Regions from separate parts of the Oryzias latipes genome. Here region 2 is linked to region 1. A link is a contact called in public Hi-C data. All regions are on one chromosome and are shown on one strand. Each heading gives the region's core, a stretch centred on a gene start, on an enhancer-like site or on the middle of the called end of the contact. The rest is flanking DNA. Distances are from core to core; before and after follow the strand shown. Region 1 holds the start of mepce (7SK snRNA methylphosphate capping enzyme). Region 2 overlaps LOC101162700 (serine/threonine-protein kinase PAK 3).

The links. Hi-C and Micro-C count contacts between places; a contact is called where the count stands out from the background.
Region 2: a contact with region 1 is called in a Hi-C map of embryo, with 2.5 times the contacts expected there. The contact joins the enhancer-like site here to the promoter of mepce in region 1. A contact is called at or near these places in 4 of 5 Hi-C or Micro-C datasets (embryo and fibroblasts).

What each region holds. Positions count from the first base shown.
Region 1 is chr14:14,592,603-14,600,498 of ASM223467v1, forward strand. mepce (7SK snRNA methylphosphate capping enzyme) reads right to left here and starts at 2,994. Exons shown (of 5, transcript XM_023962449.1): 1 at 2,520-2,994; 2 at 1-768. The coding sequence starts at 721.
Region 2 is chr14:14,631,027-14,638,922 of ASM223467v1, forward strand. It overlaps LOC101162700 (serine/threonine-protein kinase PAK 3), which reads left to right. Exons shown (of 16, transcript XM_011483449.3): 3 at 5,665-5,858; 4 at 5,999-6,099. The coding sequence starts at 5,687. Among protein-coding and RNA genes, the nearest start is that of LOC101162700, 29 kb to the left of the region's middle. Within about 2 kb of position 3,750, at least 1 of the 8 cell types and tissues checked has an H3K27ac peak or open chromatin away from gene starts, as enhancers often do. A contact at or near this core is called in embryo, where this site is marked.

The DNA.
Region 1 (7,896 bases), core at 1,744-4,243:
CACTTTTTGTCGATTCGGAGTGGTTCGCCTGCGTTATTGGAATCCCACTACCAACTCCGCCTCCTCCACCACCCCCACCATGATGTCTGTTGCGATGCCTTCTTCTTCCTCCGCTCTTGTAGGGGGACACCAAAAAGCAGTTGTCTGCTATCCCGCTGTTCAGGTTCAGAGGATCAGTTATATCTCTCGGAATGAGGATCTCCACTGGATCTCGACTCTTTGCAGGAAGTGGAGAGGATTTTGGTGTCTCTGCGTTAAGTGCCCTGTTGACCTCCTCATCCAGGAGGCTGTTCAGATTAAGCGGGTCAAAAATGTTGCCACCCAAGAGAAAGTTGGTGGGCAGGACAGAGTCACTCTCGGAGATGGCTCTTCGTCTCCTCTTGCTCGATGTGGGATGTTTGAAGTTAGAACTGGCTGTGTAGCGCCGCTTGGTTAATTTCGTTTGCTGTTGCTGTTGTTTGGAGTGAGGGAAGCTGTTCCTGCGATTGATGCTGTTCTCGCTCCCTCTGGCTTTTTGTCCCGCGCTGTCTGTGCTCGTGTGCTTTGGTGAGGCTGCAGTGCCCGGGACAGGACAGGCAGCTGCAAAGTCATGCGTGGCTGCATTTTCCTCCATCATCACGGACACACTGCTGTAACCTCCAGTACAGTCTGAGAGCTGCAGAGATGGCGTTGACCTGGCCTCTAAACTGCCAGTTTTTATGGCGTCCTCCTCGACAGACATCTCTGTTAGTTTCCAGAACTGTTCATTGAAACTTGTTTGTCCTTTGTCTGAAAACAAGGAAGAATACAGCTGTTAAAGGACCATCTGATCTCTTATAATCCCTTGAATAAAACACCGTAAACATTAAATTAAGTTCCAAAAAAGTGCCAAAACAACCGATAGGTAGATTTTTGTTTAATTGCATTACAAAGAATGCAAAAAAAAAAGACAATGATAATTGATGTTTTTGCCAACAAAAACTTTAAATACCTAATCTGATGAAAGTTTTTGTGGCGTTTTTCTAACAATGGAGGACAAGTATAAAGACAATATAGCTAAAAATTTTGTTTCTGAGTGTTCCTTTATTCCAGTTGTTCCAAATCAGGGGCAGATGAAAAATGCCATTGGAAAAAGCTTGAAGCTGTGATGTGAAACCTACAACGACAAGCAACAAATTTATTCATCCTAGATAATGATATAGGTTGTTTTTTTTTGGACTAAAAACGACAAAATTTTAATTAAAAGACCACTGAGAACACTTTTTAAAATAGACTTTAAATAAGTAAAATCATAATTTGGGATGTCATCTGCAACATGCTTTGGTCAAAAATGCTAGTACAGACAAAACATCTTTCTTTTTTAACCACACTGTTCCTGCTTGGTTCATGGTAGCATATAGAGGGAGGTTCCACCCGTCTCTGCTGCTCTACCTTATCAGAGATACATAAGGTTTATAGCATTTGTGCCACCTGATTAGAAGGCACAAATATTCCTCATGCACTTCCTAACAAAACTACATTCAAACTTAAACTAACAGAGAAGGGACAGAAGGTCATCATATTCTCCAAAACCAAAAATACACCTTTAAGATGTGACGTTGCTATTGTTGTTGCTATTGTTTTTGTGCCTGTGTAGAAGAAACATGTTTGTTCTTCCACTATTCCTACTGTTTAGAGCCTAAAAGAAAGGTTAATGCTTTTGTTGTTGTTTTCAATTGAAGAGTTAACTTTTAAAAAAAAAAAAAAAAAAGATGACAATCCTATATTTGTATATCTACAACTTCCTGGATAAACATTTCTGCAACTTCATAATTCATTATCAGCTTTACATTAAAAAAATAGATTTGGATGTTACCAAAACTAAAGTTTGAAGTTCTCAGAAAGTGGTTTTATAAAACTGTAGGATATTGTCATGATGATGTCATTTGCAAAAAAATCCAAACAAAATATTTGGATTTTCAGTGTTTTCGGTTTTAGCCTTATTTTAAAATCATGCAAACTGCATTATCTATGATTGATAAAAAAAAAAAGAATTGATTTGAGATTCATCGACATTGTTTTAAGGAAACTTCAATCTGTTCTTTATGGTTGCATGCATTAAAAGTCATCTGGGGAGTCAGTGTGCAGATTCTGGCCTCCATAATTAAGTCAGGAAAGTAATAAGATGGACAAAACGAACAGCAAATAAAATCATAAAGGAGAATCCGGGCATATTGAATATATAAAACATATAATTTTCTTAATAGTAAATAAATTACTTTGTTTTTAGCTGAGTGTTGCATTTTATTATATTAATTTTAAAGGTCCTACGGTCCGCGGCAGATTTTTCGTTAGCATTGCCCTCCTGACAGGCTGACATCTGAAGCGTGTCCACTCGGAGGTTGCTGACCTGAGAAGTTTCTGAGTCAGAGTCTGGAACAGTAGTTTGGGTTAGCATGCTAGCCCTTAGCTCCTCCATCGTGGGCCAGAGCTCTGAAAACGTCGCCTAAACGTTTAGCTCTGGAGCAACAGTGGTGATAAATAAACGACCAAGTACCCACCTTCATGCGCTGACGGGTGAATCCAGAACAAAAATAAACAAACAAATCCCAAGTCCGGTACGGGAAAGTGATACTATGTCCCAGATGGCCGCCGAACAGTGTGGTCACCGTCAGGATCCCAGTGTCACCCCGCGGTGGTGCTCTCCCCGCCTCCGGCCGGGCCGTCTCCACCCCGCTCTGCTTCCACTCAAGCTAACGTTAGCCTAGCTAGCACCCCAGTGTCTCCGAGCCCAACGGCGCTCACGGTTTACACGCAAAGCACGGCCTGTACCCCACTAGGTCTCTCTTGTTTCCCCCACTGCCTTGTCGACTTGTTCGGTCAACTCCAGGCGGACAGTTTGGTGAATAAATGACAGCATTCGCTGACGAGAGTCGGCATGGCGGCGCATCCGGGCTTCGAGTTGTAAGCTTAACGTGACCGGGGCGGAGATCTGTGAGCTCGCGCAAGGTAGTGGGAACTCTTTGCCATTAGATTCAGACCCCTAATCCCAGAAGAGGCCGCGAGCGAGTGGAACTTTTAATGACAGTCAGCAAACACATTTTAATGAACAAACTTGGCCATTGTTTTGGTCTAAAAACGGGACTATAAAGGCACAGATGCCCAACAACACAAAGTAGGTCCACATTGAGCAATTCTGCGGCCCTGACCACCCTCCCACCACCTCATCCTTCATCCATCATTTTAACAGTAATCTCTCATCTTCAGTATATTAGTAGCACTTTTTAAAGCATAAAATAAATCTTATTGTCAAGAGAAAAAAATTATAGCAATACCATTAATTATCTTCTGTCTGTCTGTCTGTCCGTCCTTTAAGTGAAATAATGTGATAAAGTGCTTAAAAGTTTGGAAAAAGCAAAATTTCTAATAGTAATAGATTTAATTTCAGATCTGTAATTGAACGAGAGTATAAAATAATACTGACTGTCAAACACCTCAACAGTGTGTGTTTAGATTTGTTTAATCTTTTGCAGCAGCAGTCAAATGAATAACCTTTGCTTAATTCTAAGTCATGGAACAGATCCACAAGTGGCCTCCTCAGTAACCTGCTCACAACTTTACTTTGGATTTTCTTGAAAGGAAGATTCTTAGCAGAATTTCAGATTGATGTAACCTTTTACATTAATGCATGATCGCTGCTTATAAGAAATTGGCCAAACAGTTGTGAGATGCTGTCTGATACAAAGCTGTGAAAGTACAATAGTTTCCTGTAATATTTGTAACTATCTAACTTGGGAAAATAAAGTGAATTTAGGAGTTATGAACTTTCTCATCATTTTATATTACATTTGTTTTCTTTTTGTAAAGGGCTATTTCTTGATTTATAACAGCTTTCTTTTACGGCAGCAAATTTCAACACTTTCAAGCAAATTCATTACAGTTAGCAGCCTGAAATGCTTAGTTTGAAGCCAAAAGACATTTTAACACATTTTTAAAAAGTGTCTCAAATTTGACATTTAGCTGATGTAACAGCTATTTCTAAATTAAATGACCACAATTAATTTTTCATTTTACCACGCATGAAGTGATATTCATGCTAACACAAGCACAACTTTCTAAGTAGCAAATGAAAACATTAAATATTTGCTTTGAATAACTTGTTTTTTTTTCTTCCAAACCCTTTTTTTTGCATTTGCTACACAAAGCTCTCCCTGTATTTTGATTGAAAATCATCACTCTCAACTGTTTATAGATCAAGCCATGTGATTTTCTGTCTTACAGCCTTTATTACGTTGAGGGTAAAATCAAAATAGTTATTTTTTTAAAAACAAATTGGCAAAATATATGGAAGGTACAGTAACAGGTAAATGAAAGAAAAAAAATCAATGACTACAATAAACTATTCTTTCTTGCAGTAGCATGTTTTTTTGTACTCTACATGTTATGTATTTTTATTGTTGTAGGTCAAATGAAAGTGTACAACTACAGTTGTACACATAAGCTTTAGGGTTGTTTTCTTCTACATACTTCATATTTCCAACACAATTATGAAGTATTTCTGGTATTTAAGTCTATTTGGGTGTTAGTGTGAGATATGACTGCCATCATGGACACCTTGATGTTGCTTCAGTGACCTTTTACATCTGTTTTCTGAATGGCCACAAGGGGGCGATCAAATCTTTTTTTTTTACCATTTTTCTAAACAGTTTTATCCTGCGTTTAACACTGGATGTTCTTTCAGAATTTAATTTTTACGCGTTTTTTAAGGCTATATTAGTTTTCCCTTTCATCGTTGTAAGTAAACAGACTCGATTTTGATTTGTAAAATAAAATATCACTTAACTTTGGATGTATATGTTGAGTTACTGTAATTGTGACAGGCACCAGCACAATGTTTGCATGCCCTCCAGAGGGAAAACTGCTTATGTGCATGTGGTCAATCGAACATTTCAAGTTCATAAGTAAATTCTTATCCAGAGTAAAATCCTCCAGTAATATTCAATAAATGCTTGAATGCAGCTGTAACATCAGTGTTATCTCTCTGTACTGTAGGCCTGGTTCTGATGGCTATCACAAAACCCCACAAAACTCCACAAAAACAGAAATTCAAATCATTGCATCAATTCTTAAAACAATAATACAATAATAACGACTATCAGTGACTTATACATGTAATATTAATAATGCAGAAAGTTTGATATATTTTTCCCCTAACCCTTAACATTATGCTAATATAAAACTTTTTGGAAGACAATATAATAAAAATAAATAACAAAGTAACATTTGGAAAAAGGGAAAAAAATGTTTCAACGGGTGTTTTATTATCTCTGGTAGTCTGAGTGTGGAGCATGCTCCTAATTGCTTTTCAAATCAGTGCAACAGACTCTCCGGTTTAATGAGTCACCCCTCCTTTGTAGTCTCTATGGAAGAAAACTAAAACGAGAGGGTACCTGTCCCCCTCCTTTTCTGTCACCCTCTTTTCTCATGGTAATGTGGGTGCGGTCTTCAATCCCGGACACCATCTGCCCTTCCTCAGGGTCTGCGCCTCAAGCGCTCTGGACATATTCAATTGTTTGTGTGTGTCCAAGCAGAAAGTGGTGAACACATATGGTTCTTGAGGCCCTCTGTGAAGAGCACGAGCCGGCTGGTCATTATCCTGCGTGTGACAGAGGGAGGGGCCGGCTCGCGTGTCCCGTGTGCGGTCACATCAGAACAACCCCCATGTCTACTCTGTGAGTTCACACTCTGTGCCACTGTGAGTGACCGTTGGCTGCTGGTCAGCAAAGTGGTGATTGTGTCATCTTTCACGTGGGATCAAAAGCGGGAGTGATTGCCTTTTAAATGACCTGCCTGATTTGAACTTACGAATGATTCCTATGAGTTTAGGTAGACAAATGTGAACAGTGTGGGATGCTTTTCTAATATTGATATTATAAACATACATTTGAATAAACACCTAAAAAAATGCTGCAAAGGAGAATGAAGGCGACAAAAACATTGAAACTGTCAAACTAAGTATTCTGCAAGTGCAGTTAGATATTAAAGTAACTACTTCATTCCTAACAAAGAAAACACATTTAGTAATCTTCTTGAAGTCTTTAGCTGTTAAAATAGGAGTAAACTGTTAATGGTAACACAATTGTGGAAAAAAAATGAAAGGAAGTATGTCAGATTTGTGATATCACCCCTGCAACCACTGCAAAACTAGTTTTCTACCTCATTTGAACTGACGAGGTGGTCCACCAGTTAACGTGCACCACACTGACACACAGATTATGACTTTCCATCAGAGCTGCCCCCCTCGTTTAAAAAGCTGCATTCTCTTGGCTGCACCGAGATTAGTTATTGAACTGTCCAAGCAAAGGGGGAACAAGGCCGCTTCAGAGCCACGCCACACAATGAGCCAGCTGTCAGGGGGAGGGGCTCGATCAGGCCTGTGTTGTCATGGACAGCATTTTGCGTTGCCCTTTGGGAGCTGATCGGTGCCCCCACGCCCAGGTCTGGTTAATTGTTAGATGGATCGGACGCGAAGAGTGCGTGACGGCTTATACACTAGAGGTAGCCCAAAAAATAGGAAAAGAACACCAATCTTAAGAGAAAAACATCTCCAAAAGGTAGCAAATCTAGCAATTTATACTTAAGAAGAAATCTGATAAGATATCAAAATCTAAAAGCAAGATGTTTTACACAAGCTTTCAAAAGAGGAAAATCCTGTCCGATAGAATTACTTAAAACTGAATGTTATACAGCCCAATAATACGTTTTTTTAACCAGTTTTAAGAAAATGATTTGTATTATTTTGCGTTTTATGCACCTAAATGTAGTTCATTCTGATTATAGTGATAGTATTATAGTGCAATGAGTAGAAACTAGTCATTTTAGAAGAAAATGTGAAAAAACTGGTACAAGTTGGCCTAAATTAATAAAACCTCATAAAACATTATAAAATTTAAAACATTCTCAAAACAGTACCAAAAATGACAGTGCAATTATTTTCAAGTCTTAAATCAAGTTTTTCTATTGTCAAGAGTAAGGAGCAAAAGGATTTGGACCCATATAAAAGTGTTGTAACAATAATGCTCAAAGTTATACATTAACTTGCTTCTTTTTTTTCAGGAATAACAAATAACTTTCTTGGAATTTCATTTTCACAAAAATGTATGAATCCCTTTTAGATTTTTGTCTACCTTCTGGTAACCAGTGTTTTTAGTTTACACTTTTCCAAAACTCCATAGCACTAATATGGTTTATCTTATAAGATCAAGGAGCCACACAAAACAGCTCTGTATATCCGAGGTCACTGATTCTCCCCTTTGCACATATCTTACAGAGGTGTGTTTCTGTGTCTTCCTGCCAGTGTGTGATCCCGTGTCCTTGCTGAGGGTCATGAATTACTTATGTGTCAAATCAGGCTGCTATGCTCATGAGAGAGCTGTCCTTTCAAACATTACTCTTGAGCCTGGGCTGTTCCTCTCTGACAAAACTGTAAAGCAGCGAGCTCCTCCTTATTTGAGATCACAAAAATCTTTCAAGTGTTCTGTTTTTTGTGAGGAAATAGTGTTGACATAATGCAATGCAGTTAGAAATAAAACTTCCAAATCAAATGAATGAAAATACAACAATAAATAGATTTGAATTTGATAGTTTTTCCTGATTCTTTTAGTTCTTGTTGTGTATTTTGTAAATTCTAAGTGCAGCTTTGCTTCAGATTTTGGACTCATGCTGACCAGGAACAATTGACATCCATTTTGCTGCACTCAGTTGTCTCTTGGGAGAGTTTTATAATTGTGTTAGGTCATTCAGATGACAGCTCTCTTGTTAAGGTGATGGTATATGTTGACCAACCAGCTGTAAGCAGTCATTCAAGTCTTCAATATCTCTTCTTCAAAGGGCTCTTCTTTGCATATTTAGACTTCTGAAGGTGGTCAACAAATAGCT
Region 2 (7,896 bases), core at 2,500-4,999, 39 kb after region 1:
CCATTTGGAGGCTGCATTCTGCCCTCTCGTCCCTCTTATTTTAAAGACCCCACCCCAGTCACTCCTCCATCAACCACCACCTTATCATGGTGGGGGTTGGATTTAAGCACTTGACTGATTCTAAGGGCCAGTCAATCGCCCTTGATCTCCTGGTTCAGATGCCCCTTATAGAAACTTTAAAAGCAAGGTCCACTATATTGTCCCTACTGACATGCTGTGTCTTCCCTCAGGACCTGCCCAAGCTCAGCTCAAGAAGGATAATAAAACAAGTTATATAGTAGAAGTGGCGAAAAGAAAAAATAACAGCTTTGGTTCACCTTGTCATAAGTCTACCACCCACAAGAAAGACCACAAGAGGCCAGTGCCATGTGTTTAAGGCTGCGGTTATGGACCTAGATGGCCCAAGCAGTAGACCAAGTTAGTGAAATGTACTCTATATACCACCTGTCTTAAGAAATGTATATGGAACTTAAAACATATAAGTGTTACAAGTTGTATGGTCATATAGACATACAATGAATATATTTCCTTTTTAGCTAAACTTTACATCCTTGAAGTCTTTTTGTTCTATCAAAAAGTGCATTACTTTTGAAAGTTATAAAAACCACAGGTGTCACTACAATTAAAACACAACTAATAGACAACATCTGTTAAATTTGCTTCTGATTAACAACTTACACAAAATGTAAATATATGAATAAAAAGGAGACCTCTGTGGTTTTATGATGATATTTAGCTATAGGAACAAGTCTTGTTTTCTCCCCAGCAAGAGCTAAATCAATGAACTAAAAATCTTTAGACCAGCAGCTTGTGCTTTTTGGTGAATTCAATAAATACACCATCAATTAAATTCATATTCATTCCCTTTTAGATAAGCTCTCCTTGATAGGAATGAATGCATCCTTCCTCCTGTCAGCATTTAGTTGAAATTAAACAGGATTGTGTTGCTGCTTCACTGTAGCTTGGAGTATTTTACTCTGAACTTAAGTGCATGTGAGCTGGAAGTGGCATCTGTGTGTCATCACTGAGCCCTGTTATAATATCTGTGCGCGTTGTTTTGTCCGGCTTTGTTTGTAAAAAGACTCAACTGGAAAAAGTTGTTGTAAAGACAATGACAGTCATAAACTGCAGCAGCAGAGTATCCCTCCTCTCTCAGTGTGCTTTGGATGTCCTCGAACTGTCTATCCCATCCCAGTAATCAGCATCCTTCAAAGAAGCAGAACTGAAGCTGAAGCAAAGTCAAACAGAGAGCGTGTCCTAATCAGGGGCATGAAGCACCAAGCTTATGGAGTCCTCCCCCCACATCTCTGGGCCATTACTCAGCTGCCATGGGCTGAAGATTAGTTTCTTTCTGTTAGCCATCCAAATTCAGCATTAATGTTTGAAAGAGTGGGGAAAAAAGCCTTGCTTTTTATGGAAGCTTTAATGTTTTATGTAAGAGAGATATGGGAACATTCTCAGAAATATTTGGGCTGAGCTGGAGTGTCTCTGTTACTGTCAACTATCGCACCAAAGAAACTTTGGTTGGGATTTCTTTTAATATGAATATTGTGGATCAGGTTTTTTAACATCAGAGCACATTGAGGACTTTATTGAAACCTTGTTTCTGTTTAATATTTGCCTGAGTTGATTAGTCTGTAAGTACGTTTCCTGTCTGACGTCCAGACACTCGGCTATAGTATCTGTGTTTCAAAAAGAGGAGCTGCTTGTTTCAGGGACAGAGTGACACTGACTGCTTTCCTGCCTGTCAGTGGTTCATGGCGTAAATAGGTCAGTGTTTTATGTGAGTAAAGAATCAGTAATGTCTGGGCCTTCATGAATTGGCTGTTTTTAGCCAGTAGCCAGCAGGCAGGTGAGCAGGGATCTGCACAACTACTACTATGACCACAGTTTGTTTAGAACACCCACTGTCACTGTCAATAGCAATATATATATTATATATATTATATATATATATATATATATATATATATATATATATATATATATATATATATATATATATATATATATATATATATATATATATATATATATATATATATATATATATATATATATTGCAAATGTGAACTATAGTGGTTCCCTTATTCAGATATATATTTTAGTGTTTTTGAGCCTGGAAAATAATCTGATGTCATTTTTTCATTCTGGTATCTTTTACCACTTGTATCCTGATGACTGTAAGATGACTGTCAGTCTTTTCCACTGTAACAAAAAACACATTTCACACATAGGCGGAAAAACAGTTAAGGGTGTTGTAATGTGTCTGACCACAAAGATATTAAAGATCGGAGTTATAGCAATGGCCGACTGCTCAGGTTTTAGCTCACTGAGGTGCTTTGGCACTTAGGTATCTGTGTTGGTGATATTTTTAACTATACTGTGGCAAATTAAGACAGTTTTAACCCAAATTTAGATTTTTTTAAAAATAAATAATGTCACCATCAGAATTTTGAGGCACAGTGAGAAGGATGGTCTTTCCAGTTTTGACAGCATTGTATTTCTTTTTGTTTTTTTTTGTTTTTTTTTTTTTTTTGCTGACAATGGGTTCCTGCAGAGTTCATTGAGTGGACCTTAATAGGCAGTTGAAAAAGTTAGATTCAAGTGTAAATAAGTTGGGTTACAGTATTTTTAAACCAGGAAAAAGTGTATTGTCTTACGTTCACCCTTTCTGATCCCTTCTTTTAATGCATTTATGACCCCTTTTTTCTGCATTTGCTAAATAAATCATGTTGTATTTAACACCTGACGGTCGCTTTATTAGGTTACACAGTGCAACTTTGTAAACAGAAGAGTTTTGCTGGGTTTTTGTCACAGATACGCCCAGACTACAAACTGAGAAAACCGGTTTTTTGCTGTTGTCTGGACTCTAATTGGGATCTTGCCCAACAGAAACTGCTGACACAGTTCACTGCCACCACTCACTATATCTCACGAGATCTTGGCAGCAAACTGGGAAAATAATCAAGTTAACACAAGAACATTTGAAGCCATTATGTTCTTCGATTGGGCACTTATTTCTATTTATTTATTTAGAAATATTACATCAAAAGGTACTTGTGAGTATTAATGATGTTTGAAAGCTTTTCTGTGTTTGTTGTCTCATATTTGGCTCTCTTTTTGAAAGGTTAAATTGCCTTCACAATTAGGCTTTACAAGTCACTTATTAACCATCAGTTTTTCTAACTGAAAAGGTCAGCAAATTAGTTTCACAGTCAGTCTTCTCCTAAAAACATATTTATTTGGAATGGTATATTCCATTAAAATGTATCAAGTTTGTACCATGTAAATCATGCAGTGATTTGCATGAAAACAGCATTTACGTGTTCTGTGAAAACTTTTCTCGTCATAAATAAACATCAATGGTGTCTATGATTTGCCTGGACAGGAAGCAACACATAACTGGAACATTTATGTTGCAAGAATTTTTTTGTTAAACATATTATGGTATGGTAGAATCCAGATAAGTATTGTGTAATAATCCTGTTAGGTAGATTATGGCTTCTTATCAACCCATCTTTCCAGTGATCTAATTCCTTTGTTGAAAAAAAAATCTTTTGTTTTTAAAAGCTGACAGAAGTCTGTTGAAACCACAGCCAGACTTGTATCCTGCATTCATGGCGGCTGCATAAATTGCTAATGCCACCATGAAGACAGATGAGTAATTTGTCAGGGGGAGGTGCATGCGTGCTGTGTAAGGGCAGTGGAGGGGCAGCTTTCTTTGTTTGCTAATGTAGGTCTCCGCTGAGGGGGGGCAGCATGGATGTCCCGCTTACTGCAGTAGCGGCGCTGCACATCACATGATGGGCTTGGCCTCGGGGTGAGGCAGAGAAGGAGCTGAAGATGGTACTGGGGTGGTTACATGGTGGGTAGGCGTGATGGAATGGGTTCCCTGTGCCAGATTCGCTTCAAGTTAAATCCTGGTACCTGTTTCTAAAGATGATGGAAACATCAGACTCGTTCTCATCTCGTGGTTACACCAGTCCAGTCCCAGTGCTGGATTGACTCTCCCAGCTGGGTTAGACTTATTTAATGATCATTTATCTACAATTACATTCGATTTGATTGTAAACAGTATTACATATAGATTGCTATTTTCATACGTTTTTTTTAAATGCAAGACTCATAAATGCAACAGTTTGTTAACAAACATAAAAAAAATACGAATAATAGATAAATTATGTTCTTTTTTAATTTTGGCACACCATTAGAAACAATTTTGCAGCTTTTTTTTTTAATATGTCGAGATAGCTGTCAGCTAAAGCAAATATAGCAAAAAACAAGAAGATTCTTGATTCTGTGTAAAAAAAAATTTTGTTGCAATGTCAACCAGGCCTAGTTATACAGTAAGTCCAAATTCAGATTTGAATTATCTTAAGAAAATGCTTTGAAAGTACAAAAGGTTGTCTATTTGTCTCTATATTTAGGTTTCTTTGTGAAGAACACTAATAATGAAAGTTTCTGCAAATCCCAAAATCCATTAAAATGATGCAGAAACGAAATATAGACAGAGAAACAAACAACAATAGAGATACATTTTTTGGGACTAACAAATCCAATTTCTCTCTTCAGTGCTTTGAGGCATGAAATTACAGCTCATCCATCCTCTTGCAAATATCTGGAAATATACAGTGTTTTTTTTTTTCACAAACACAAACTTTGTAGTATAAAAGCAGTTTTTTTTGGTGTTTTACTGAGACTTTATTTTTTATCTCTGTATTTGTTTTCTAAGTGTTTGCAGATTGCATTTTCAAAGTAATAAAGTGTGTTTTCTATTTTGGAGATATTTTATGTATGATCTGTATGTTTTTTGATGTGTGTTTGGCTTCTCCAGTCACCATATAATCCACTACAGCCCATAATTGTCTAGGTCAGTCTTGTTAAATCAATCAGAGCATGACGCAAGTGACACATGTGCATTATAACTGCATAATGGCTAAATAATAGCTGACTTTTCTACATCAGTCCAAAAAGGCTTTGGTGACATTGCACATGTTTATATGCTACTAATGGTAAATGTGTGGTATTTGTGAAAAAACACAATTTCTTTTTTTCCACATATCACCCTAAGAAAATCCTAATTTTCTAGATCTTTACTCTAGAAAAGTCAGATTAATGGAATATATCTTGTAGCTGTAGCTGTTTTTTGTATTCTACAGGCATTTATGAAGATTAGTCAAGTCCACATTGACCAAAAGCCAAGCTCCTAGTTTTAAGGTTTGAAGCAAACTGCACCATACCAAATGTTGCAGTTCCTCAAATGACCATTGGGGGCTGTTTTCAAAAAGGAGCATTTTTTCATTGACCCTGATGTTTTTTCAGCACAGGAATAAAAGGTCCAACTTTATACCAAAACCATTTATAGTACAATACGGAAGAGGATTAGGGCCACGGAGAAAGAAAGAAAAAAAGGCCATATAAAATTCTGAATTTTTTCTCAAAATTCTCACTTTAATCTCAGAATTTTGAGATTAAAGTCAGAATTCTGAGAATAAATCCAGAATTTTCTATGCCTCTTTTTCCTTTCTCCATTCTGTCCAACAATAATAAATAATAATAAATAAGTCGAGTGTGTGGACCTTGATGTCCTGCTTCTTCCAAGTTCACAGTTCATTAACAGTTACCACACACAGATTTTCTTTCTCTCTTTCTCATTCCCAGGATTTTGTGAGCGTTGCTAAAAATGTCTGATAGTGTCGATATTGAAGAGAAACCGCCGGCCCCCCCCTTGAGAATGAACAGTAGTTCCCGAGATTCTTCATCAGTGAATCACGCATCCAAACCGCTACCAATGGCTCCAGAAGAGAAAAACAAGAAAGTCCGCCTGCGATCCATCTTTCCTGGAGGAGATAAGAGTGAGCATCCATCCCCAGCTTCAGTCATTTCTGCATCCTCACACAAGTTGTTCTTTGTTGAGGATTGAGGTTTAAAACAATTTAACAATTTGGAGCCAGTCTATAATCTGATTTCCTTCTTTTTTTTGTTTCCTCTGTAGCAAACAAGAAAAAGGAGAAGGAACGTCCTGAGATATCCCTACCCTCAGACTTTGAGCACACCATTCACGTTGGCTTTGATGCTGTAACAGGAGAATTCACAGTGAGTATAGCCACAGATTGTTACGTCCCTGATCCGGGGGAAAATGGGTAACAAAACAAACTTTTTGAAACTGTGAGGGTTAAGATGGCAGCAATAAGACAAAACAAACTAATAATAAACACAAATGACTGAACACTACAAAGTGTTACAATGTCTGAAATAATTAGCAGAAATTCTCAGGTTTTTTTTAGCAGCAGACCTAAAACTAATACCAGAATTCTAAGCCCAAAACACAACAACTACTGAAGTAGTACATGATAAAATGACAGCTAAAAGCAGAAACTAAACCGAAGGATCAAAAAAAAGAAGCCTGACTATAGGGCTAGAACCAAAAACAGAGGAAAACTGGACTTCAACAAGCGTCCTATAGGCCTAAGAGACAGTATGGGGAAAGGCTGAGGAACAGATTCCACCCAGGCATTCAGCTACCACTACAGCAGAGGTTTCTGGAAGGTTTTAAAGTCCCACTCCAGTCATCTTTTGATCTATTTTCAAAGAGTTCCCAGCGGTCTTTCAATTATGATGATGCTGTTTTTAGGAAAAATCAAAAAGCCTGTTTCGTTTTGAGCCAGAAGCCAGCTGGGATAAGAAAACAAAGACTTAGAGGATTTAGTCGTCTACAAGTGGATGCATCTGAATAGAGCAGAGCAGGGACCTTGTGACTTGCCGTAGTAACTTATACGCCACACTTACAAACTTCTTACATTAGCATTTTTTTCCATCTGCTCCTGATTCACACGCATTTCGTTAAAGAAATACTCAGAAATGTGATTTTAAGGTATTCATTTTCTTGCCCTCCATCATGAGAAAAGTGTTACAAGAACACGTTAAAAACATCTTAAACGTGATTTTCATCAGAATGAGTCTTCAAATCTCTCTCTCTCTCCCACCCTGGTGATTGGTGGAGTTGGAAGCCTCAATCAGCTCTGCAAGAGGTGGAGTTTGTAGCAATTGTAAAGCTGAACCTCTGCTGGAGCTAAAATATGCAGAATAAGTCATATTAAACATTTAAAGACAAACCAAATATTAACAGAACAAAATCAGATGATTCCGTCAAATTGTTTTAGTTATTTGTTGTGAAGTTGTGTGAAGCTGGATACAAATGTAGGAGGCAGAAGATAACAGAGAGCAGCACTGAGTTCATGAAATGGAATAGAGCAAAAGGGTCATTAATAAAAAAGTGAAACCTCCGGTGAACTCATCAGACAGACCTACGTGGAAACCCAGGCAAAAAGGCAGAGAGACAACAGGCTGGCAGAACAGATGGGCCGACGAGAAGCAAATACGCCACTACTTAAACACTCGCGGGCTGATGAGACGCAGGTGGCAAAAACCGCAGAAGATCAGGCAGAAGCAGGTGGGAAGGGCAAGTTCAATCAAATGTGACAAGGCTGGCATCCAGTTATTACACAAGACACTGAAATTAGGTCTTTCAAACATAACAACCGCAAGTAAATTAGTCCGAAAGTAAACAAAGCTCACGCAATGGATAAAAAAAGAAGACCTAATAAGAAACAAAGCATGGGACAAAGAGATCTTTGACAAAACGGGCCCTGAACCAAAGATAGAGTTCAAATGTGAATCAGAGAATCAAAAACATCCCACCAACTATGATGTTTTCTACCTGTTTTGATTGTTTTGGCTCATTTAATGAACCCTAATAGTTTCAACAGTCAGGCGCACAAACTCTCTCTTACCAGAAGCCATCCTCATTTTCCCTCACCGGGTAATAGACGGTTCATGCGTTATAGTTTAGCTTTACACGACATGCACTATTTATCATAGTGGTCAGACGGA